Linked DNA regions of Capra hircus: region 1 is linked to region 2. The links are chromatin contacts, called in public Hi-C maps. All regions are on one chromosome and are shown on one strand. The core of a region is the stretch at or near the end of the contact, and the rest is flanking DNA. Distances in the headings are between cores, read along the strand shown. Region 1 overlaps TBC1D5 (TBC1 domain family member 5). Region 2 holds the start of DAZL (deleted in azoospermia like).

The links. Hi-C and Micro-C count contacts between places; a contact is called where the count stands out from the background.
Region 1: a Hi-C map of blood shows a contact between it and region 2, with 2.8 times the contacts expected there. The contact joins the enhancer-like site here to the promoter of DAZL in region 2. A contact is called at or near these places in 3 of 5 Hi-C or Micro-C datasets (blood and liver).

What each region holds. Positions count from the first base shown.
Region 1 is chr1:153,990,920-153,994,884 of ARS1.2, reverse strand. All of the region lies in intron 19 of TBC1D5 (TBC1 domain family member 5), which reads left to right. Among named protein-coding and RNA genes, the nearest start is that of TRNAW-CCA, 250 kb to the left of the region's middle. Within about 2 kb of position 2,309, at least 1 of the 5 cell types and tissues checked has an H3K27ac peak or open chromatin away from gene starts, as enhancers often do.
Region 2 is chr1:153,497,697-153,501,765 of ARS1.2, reverse strand. It overlaps DAZL (deleted in azoospermia like), which reads left to right and starts at 2,805. Exons shown (of 11, transcript NM_001314241.1): 1 at 2,805-2,834. The coding sequence starts at 2,832.

The sequences.
Region 1 (3,965 bases), core at 1,060-3,559, 490 kb before region 2:
CGTCTGTCACTCAGGCCTGCGAGGCCATACTCTGTCACCAGGAGGGGACCAGCTGCGTCCCGTGTGCTCCAGGGTCACCGTGTGACGTCCAGGCAACCCCCTTTCTGTGACCGTAGCGCTGGGCTTCCTGGAGGCCTTGCCCTTCCCGATCCTCTGAGCCAGGCTTCCCACCAGCGACCCCTAGAATTCCCAGCCTCCTGAATGTGTTGCCTTTAGGTGTCCTATGTCCAAATCCCCAGCTGGTCTCAGGTTCACGGGGTTCTGCCCGGCCATTTAGGAATACCACTCATCCCATGTCCTTGTTTCCTTGTTGAGTTTAGTGAGAGAAAGGTCACGAGACTATCACACGTGGGGCATCGTAGGAGCTTCACCTGCGTCCCCTCCCTCCTCTCTCCCCAGCCAGCCTGCAATCCGGGTCCCCACTGATGCCGGAGCAGCTCCTTCAGTGAACTCAGCTCTTGACAGATAAGCTCCATCGACACGTAGCCCGTGGGACCCAGAACATTTATTGAACGTTTCAGAGCGGCCTGTGCTCGGAGCCCGTTAGCCCAGGTCTGTCGGCGCCCCCCGAGCAGGTGGCCGTGGGCCCGTCCAGGAGAGTGCCCCAGGTCTGTGGGCACCCCAAGCAGGGCGGCCGTGGGCCTATCCAGGAGAGCGCCCAGGTCTGCGGCTGGAGGGCGGCCCCCACCCACCTGTGCTGGGTCGGGGGTGCCCAGTGCGCTGTGGATGGTCTGCGTGTGCTGAGTCCATCGCAGATGTTCAGACCACGCTGAGCCCTTCCCATGTGTCCACCATGGGCACCCAGCACATGTGAAGGGCTCGCCTCCCCAGGGAGGAGACTGTGTCCTATGGAGGGTCAGGGACTTGAGGGTCCCGCGACTAGACAGCAGCTGAGTCAGACTGGACCCCAGCTGTGTCCAGCTCAGCAGGTGTGGATCTGAGGGATTCTGCTTGGCAAGCCGCTCGTGTGTCACCCACGACCGCCCCAGCTTTAGCTGAAGCCCTGAGATCTCTCGGGGGCCCAGTGCAGGAGGCGCCTCGTCCAGCCCAGCTCCAGTCATCCTGAGCCCACGTCCCTGCCTCCAGCCTGCAGTCCCCCAGGGCTGCTGACCGGAGCGGCCAGGCCCCTGTCTGAGGACACGCTCTGCTGGGCCCAGTGGGCCTGTCCTCACCCTGCCTTCCCTCCCTCCCTGCCCCAGAGCCGGGTGACCGGGAGGACAGAGGCCACACTGAGGGTGCCAGCAGCTTCTGAAAGGAATGTGTGTGCCCCCGTCGCCCCGGCCTGCGGCCCTCCTCCCCAGCACAGCCAGTGAGATCGCCGTCGGGAGAGACCACCCTGCTGGACTCGCCCTGCGCTGCTCCCGCGGCTGGGGGCGCTCCTTTCAGTGCCACGCGGGTGGCAGGGAGCCCCGAGGGGCCGACCAGGCTTTGTCTCATCGAGGTGTGCCCAGTAGTCTGCCTCTGAAATACTGTCTTTGCTGCAGAAAACTGACCTTCCCTGAACCACCACCCCCACCCTTCAGATGTAGCTCCCATCTGACGGCCTGAGACGAGGTCGGGTGGTCCCTCCTCTGAGCTTTCGTTGGCCGGGGTCGGAGGTTAGTCGGTGTGTGTGCGAGGCCTCGTCTCTCCTGAGCTGGTGTTTCAGAAGCTCCTACGAGCTCCTGTGGGGCCGTCCTCGGGGCCGGCAGACTTTCTAGACACATTTCCTACCGTCAGCCCGCATAGGGCTTGTTCCCCGACATTTGAAGGAAAGACTGCGCATGCCTGCTGTGGCTTGAGGATATTTAGTATATTCAAGAGTGACTTACCGTGTAATTATGAAAAGCCGTTCTGGGTCAGGACTTCAGACCTTCGTAGGACGCTTCTGGGGGAGTGCCTTAAGGGGCACCCTGAATCCATGAGGAGTCAAAGCAGCAGCCTTGAGCTGCGGGAGGGGGTGAACCCCGTGCCGTTGCTGCTGGGACCCCTGAGGCCAGGACAGCACTCAGAGGCCGTCGCGAGAGGGGACCAGCCCCGGCCTCCGTTGGCCCAAACCAGCCCCGGGTGCAGCTGTTCCGGGGAAGGGGCGTGCTGTTGCTAGCGCAGTTCTGTTCACCTGGGACTGTCTGCAGAGAGTCGGCACCTGAGAGAAAGCGTGCCTCAGTGCCGCTGGAGTCCTGCCCAGCTCTGCGTGGTAAACAGTGTGCCTCCAGGCGTGAGCGTCCGGCCCCGGCGCCCGCAGACATGGAGTGAGCCTCAGGCCCCGGCGCCCCCGTGGACGGGTGTCGGTCCTGTCAAGACGCTGTGCAGCTTACGGGCTGCAGGCCTGCTGACCCGGACTCGGCCGGGATCTGTCCGGCGGGGCCTGGCTGGAGAAGCGTCTCATCCGTCCACCCGACGTTGCCCTGAGCCTGTGTGCTAGGCATGGAAAGGGCAGAGAGGCTGAAGGCCCTTCCTTCTGTCTCACATGCTGGCGACTCCAGCTTCTTGAGGTCTAAGTGTTTTCGTTCTCACAGGGCACAGAAATGTTAGCCAGTTTCTGTAACAGAGGAGAAATGTATTTTAGTACACAATTTTTATATGCGATACACTCCACATGGTACTTTATTAATACTACCACCAGTTTGGAATTTGTTCATTCTGAGATAAATTCTGAAAAGAGCTGACTTAATGTTATCTCTGAAACGACAGTTAGCTAGGCAGAATAAAAGCTACAAAAGAAACTCATGGAGAACGGAACTTTCAGATCCTCTCTGGATTGGATAACTGGATACATATTCCCACCCAGTAAATGACTGATAAGCTGATTTGTTAAAGCAGGTATTCAAAAGATTTCGCCTAGATACCTCATCATCTTAATTTTGTTACGATGGTTATTTTATGTAACAGTCTACATGTTGTGAAAAAGTTTGGAAATTTAGACTGTTAAGTGGATTATACCTGTGCTGTGCGGGGTGGGACCTGTTCGCTACGTCGGGCCTAGGAGCGCTGCAACGAGTGTGCACTGGGTTTTCAAGACTTCGTTTGAAGAAATGAGTGTGAACTATCTCGTTCTATTTTGATGGCATGTTGGAATGATCATAGTTTGGATGTTTGGTGAGGTAAAATACTTATTTAAATTAATTTTACTTGTCTTTAGCGTTTAACTATGGATACGAGAAAATTAAAACGGCACACGTGGCCTGCGGGCTGTCTGTCGAGCAGCGGCAGTGCAGTCAGCCCCCTGCAGGTCTTCCACGCAGAACATCAGCAGAGGTTGACTGCCACCCCGCCATGTATCACCCAACAGGAGAAGCTGTGACGGGCACAGCCCCTGCCCTTCCTGAAATCTGGTCTGTAATATAAGCAGGAACACTCTAACTGAACACAAGAGACCTGACCGTCCATCTGTGTTTCCAGGAAAAAGCATTTCAAAGTGCGTGTGTATCCTAAGAACCGAGGAGAGGCCTCAGCCGCTCCCCAGGTCGAATCGCTCCTTAGCGTCACCCTCTCTGATGCAGAAGTGCAGTAACGTGTTGCTTTAGTCCTTAAGTTTGGACAAACCGCATGATACTGCTAGCTATATATATAAACACTATTTCCTGGGCATAGAGTCGATTAAACTCTGTAAGCCTCAGTTTTCTCATAATGTCATTAGGATCAAATGATACAGCGTGTAAAGGTCCATACATGTGCATGGACTAACCTTTTGTAAACATCAGGGTATTTTAATTTTCTAATTTCTTCTTTGGGTCACCAGACTAGGGAAGTATGCGTATAGTAAAGGTCCAGGAATGGTAGATGGCTATAGGACAGATAAAATCTAAAATCTGAGTTTTCTTGATTTTATTATAATTTCAACATGGAAACAGTTGATTTCTATAATAGGAATCACTTCTTAAGATTTTTTCCCTTGATAATGTTTGTGTGTCTGCGTGTGCGTGTGTGTGCGTGCACATGCGCACACACTCATCATGTCTGACTTTTTGCCACCCCGTGGACTG
Region 2 (4,069 bases), core at 1,556-4,055:
AACAGATTTCTCTAGCAACAGAAACCAGAAAATAACAGAATAATATGTTCAGTATTCTGAGGAAAAGAGACAGTGGCTAACCTAGTATTATATATCCAGTAGAATTATCTTCAATGAACAAGGGCAAAATAAACGAATTTCAGGTGAAAAACTTGTTTGCCACACATCACACTTATTAAAGGAAATTCTATAGAATTTACTTCAGGCAAAAGGAAAACCACCCAGAAGGAAGATCTGAGATATGCAGCGAAATGGTCATCAAAATATTTTTACACATGCAGATGGGTCTAAAAAAAGAATGATGTCTAATTTACAGAAGGAAAACAGGATAGATCTAAAGCAGGGATTAATAAGTGAAGTGAGTGACGTCGCTCAATTGTGTCCGACTCTTTGCGACCCCATGGACTGTAGCCTACCAAGCTCCTCTGTCCAAGGGATTTTCCAGGCAACAGTGCTGGAGTGGATTGCTATTTCCTTCTCCAGGGGATCTTCCCGACGCAGGGATCCAGCCCAAGTCTCCCGTATTGTAGACAGACACTTTACCGTCTAAGCCACCAGGGAAATCAAGCTGCTAAATTAGTAGAGGTGTGCCCAGTTAAAACATCCTGAGACCTTTGAATTATTCAAGAAGTGAGTAAAGATATTTAGTGGCTTGAGACTTTGTTTAAAACTTTGTTAAAAGCTATAAAACAGTAGAAAAATCACCTTACAATATACAAGGTGGATGACTCCAAATAGAGAAAAAGACACATGCCCCCAAGTGCACACACTCACATAGGTGCGCACCGCGCGCACGCGCACACACACCCTCCAAAAGAAATTTCTTTTGCAAGTTTCTGACATTTTAATCTTCATTGTCTGCCATTCTTATTCATGGTAGATAGTATAATTTTTCATTCTGAGCTTAACTTTAAAGGGTTCTTTTATCCTGAGAATCCCTTTCACCCTTTTGTGGAAATATCCTTGCAGGTTGGTTTTGTTTTTGCCAGGCATTCCAGTTGCACCTTGACTGGGAAATTTTTGCAGGGAGGAGGCAAAGGTTAAAAGGAATTAATTTGTAGGTTTTGAAATCCCAACACCAGCCCAAGTGCTATAAACTCCAAACTCATGAAATGCAGGCTTAGGATTTTAAAATTTCATCAGTTAAATAATTCTCATTTTCATCCAGAAAGAGGACAGCTGCTTGTCTCCTGGGTGTTTCCCATTTGCCCTAGTCTGCCCTTTTCCTGAGTTGATGTCTCTCGTGGCCAACCGCCTTTTGCCGTGTACTCAGCACCAGCGCAGACCCTGGGCCACTCCACATCCCTACCTCTGTCCCTGCAATTTCAGGCCTCAAGTCACAAAGACCAACGTTTGGCCCACACCTAAGATGACATAACTGTTCTCCACCGCCTCTGACCTGGTTTCCAAGAATGTAGCGGTTTCTCAGTTCCAAAACCAGTAAGGTTCAGGGCAAACCAGCAGATTAATCACTGTACACCCCAGCCCTCACACCCACGGTCAGAGAAGAATCGGTTCAACAACTCACTGCTCTGATTTTCAGTTTATTTTTATTTCTGGCATCTTGGTATTTGCCTTCATTTTTATAAGTTTAGCAGCACATTCAAAATCAGGTTAATTGTTATACTATCCAGTGATGTTAGGTGTTTGTGGTCAGTTTTCTGGTTACTCAAAAGAATAACATTTTCTTATTTCTCATCGGTACAGAAGTGAAATCTGAGGATAAAAGTCAGGGGTACTCCTTGTGGACACAGCGTGCTAGTTTCCAAAGTTCTGTGCTTTGCTGCCCCAGCTGCCCTGCAGCTCACCCTTGCTCTTGTTTCTCTGACCTTGAGGTGGTTTCAGAACTCTCTAGGCAGGCCTGGCTTCTTTCTGTGAGGCCTAGAAGAAAAATTCTCCCCCTCACAACGTGAACTCCCCAAACAAAGGAATGTTTGACTGTTTTGTTCCCTCCTACACCTTGCGTTTCTGGCAACCACAGGCTTTGATGACTGTTTCTTCAAAGAAGGAACATCTTGAATGCCAAGCTGGCCTGCCCTAGCTGGTGTTTCTTCCAATCCAACCCCATCTTTCTCAGAGTTGAAGGGAATTCGCCCAAGTTTTTGTGCTTTCGACGCCTCCGTGCCTGTTCTCCATATCCATATTTCTATTTGCTATTTCTGTTGGCGTTTCCATCGATTTTGGTGGCGAGGGTAGGGGTGACCACAATCGGGCTAGTCCGATTTTGGTGGCGAGGGTAGGGGTGACCACGATCGGGCTAATCCTGTGCCTTCAGGACGCCATTTTGAAACTAGCGCCTGGACACAGTCAAGTTTGTTTTTAACTTTAGTGTATACGTGAGTAGGCCTACTTATTTCAGGCGTGCCTCCACAGCACTTTTGGGGTAACACGCCTTTCTGTGGGTCGGCCAGCCCCCTCATCTGGGGGCGGCGCTTGCGGGGGTGGTGGGAGGACGGCCCTCACGCGCCCCCTGCGTACCCCCAGCCTGCGCAGCCGTGCTCCACGGGCCTCCCACCCCCGCCCCGCCCCGCCCCCGCCGCCGGGGGGCGCCAGCGCGGCCGCCCATTGGCTGAGGCGCCTCCACGACGAGCCCCCCGCACCTTGCGCAGGAGCCACCTCCCGGCGCCCCGCTGGCCACGCCTCAGTCCGCCGGCGCCCCTCGGCCTCGCCACCCGCCTCTGACTCTCTGTCCGGTGTGCCGCCGCTCCGTCTGCCCAGTCCGGCCGGGCAGCGGGCACGAGCAGACCCAACAGCAGCTCCGAGCGCGGTGCCCGAAGCCAGCCTCTGCTTCGTCCTCGAGCCCCTCTGAGGGAACACTGGCTGTCGCCATCATGGTGAGTGGAGGAGGCCAAGGGGGCTCCTTGGGGTGGCCGGGACGCTGAAGGGGGCCTGGACCGGCGCGGGGCTGCCGCGCTTGCCTGTCCTGGGGGCCCCGCCTGAGGGCGGGCGAGGCGGCCTGCGCGGCGCCTCGGGCGGGCGGAGGGGATGAGGCCGGGCTGTCGGAGCGCCGGGGGCCGCTGCCCAGCACGTGCAAGGCCTGTGGCCTTCGGGCCGCAGCCGCCGGGGTGTGGAGGGGCGCCTGGCACTCGGCGGGCCGGACTTCGGGCGGGGCCCGCGCCCCACGCCGCCCCGGAAGGCGCGTTTCCCGCGCTTGCCGAGGCAGGCGGGCGGCCCGGCCTCCGCGAGATGGCGTCGGGCCTGGCGCGGCCCTTGAGGCGCACGCGGCGGGGCGCCGGCGGGCGGGGGCCCCGAGAGGCCCCGAGGCGGGGGCCCCGCGGTCCGGGGCGGGGCCCGGGGGCCTGGGCGGGTGTGTCCGTGCGGAGGGTGCGGGCGCCGGGCTGACCTCGTGCTTGTGCGGTGGCGGCCGCCGCGGCGACTTCGGGTGGGGACGCCATCATCTCCTCACGAGGTCGGCGCTGCCCTCGCCTCGGAGCGGCCTCGGAGTGGGGAGCTCGAGGAATTTTTAGCTTGGGAAATACTGTTCCGTTAAAGAAACCAGAAACTTTCCAACAGAGAGTCCCTCGAGTATTAACGCGGTCTGTTGGGTGATATTTACGAGCGTTTTGTCAAATGCATTAGAGTCGATGCCACCTCTAGGGGCATCTGTTGAGAACAGTTTTGACCAACCATCAAGCCTCCGATGATGTACATAGCATTAAATACTGTAGTGAAGTGTCGCCTGTGGTGTAATAACTAGTATACACTATTTTTAGAAGTAAAGGGAGAAAAGTTATATACAGTTTATTAGGGCACACAAACTTTAAAGTAAACGTTTACAAGTGTATGCAACTGCTGTTTGTAATAATTGTGTCTTGTACTTATCCACATCAGTAATTACTTAATAAGCTGAGTTACTGTGAATGTTGAGTTTTGTCCTTTTTTTAAGAAGGCGAGGGGAGAAATGCATACTTATATTGATTTTTTTCTTATATAAAACTAGCATATTAACTCATTAGAAAGTAATCAATGTAAGGAAGCAGAGGTCCATCTTAAACTAGGTATGTAACCACTCTGAAGTTTTGATGTATGTCCTTCCAGATTGCTTTCATGTATGTATGGCAAATAGGTG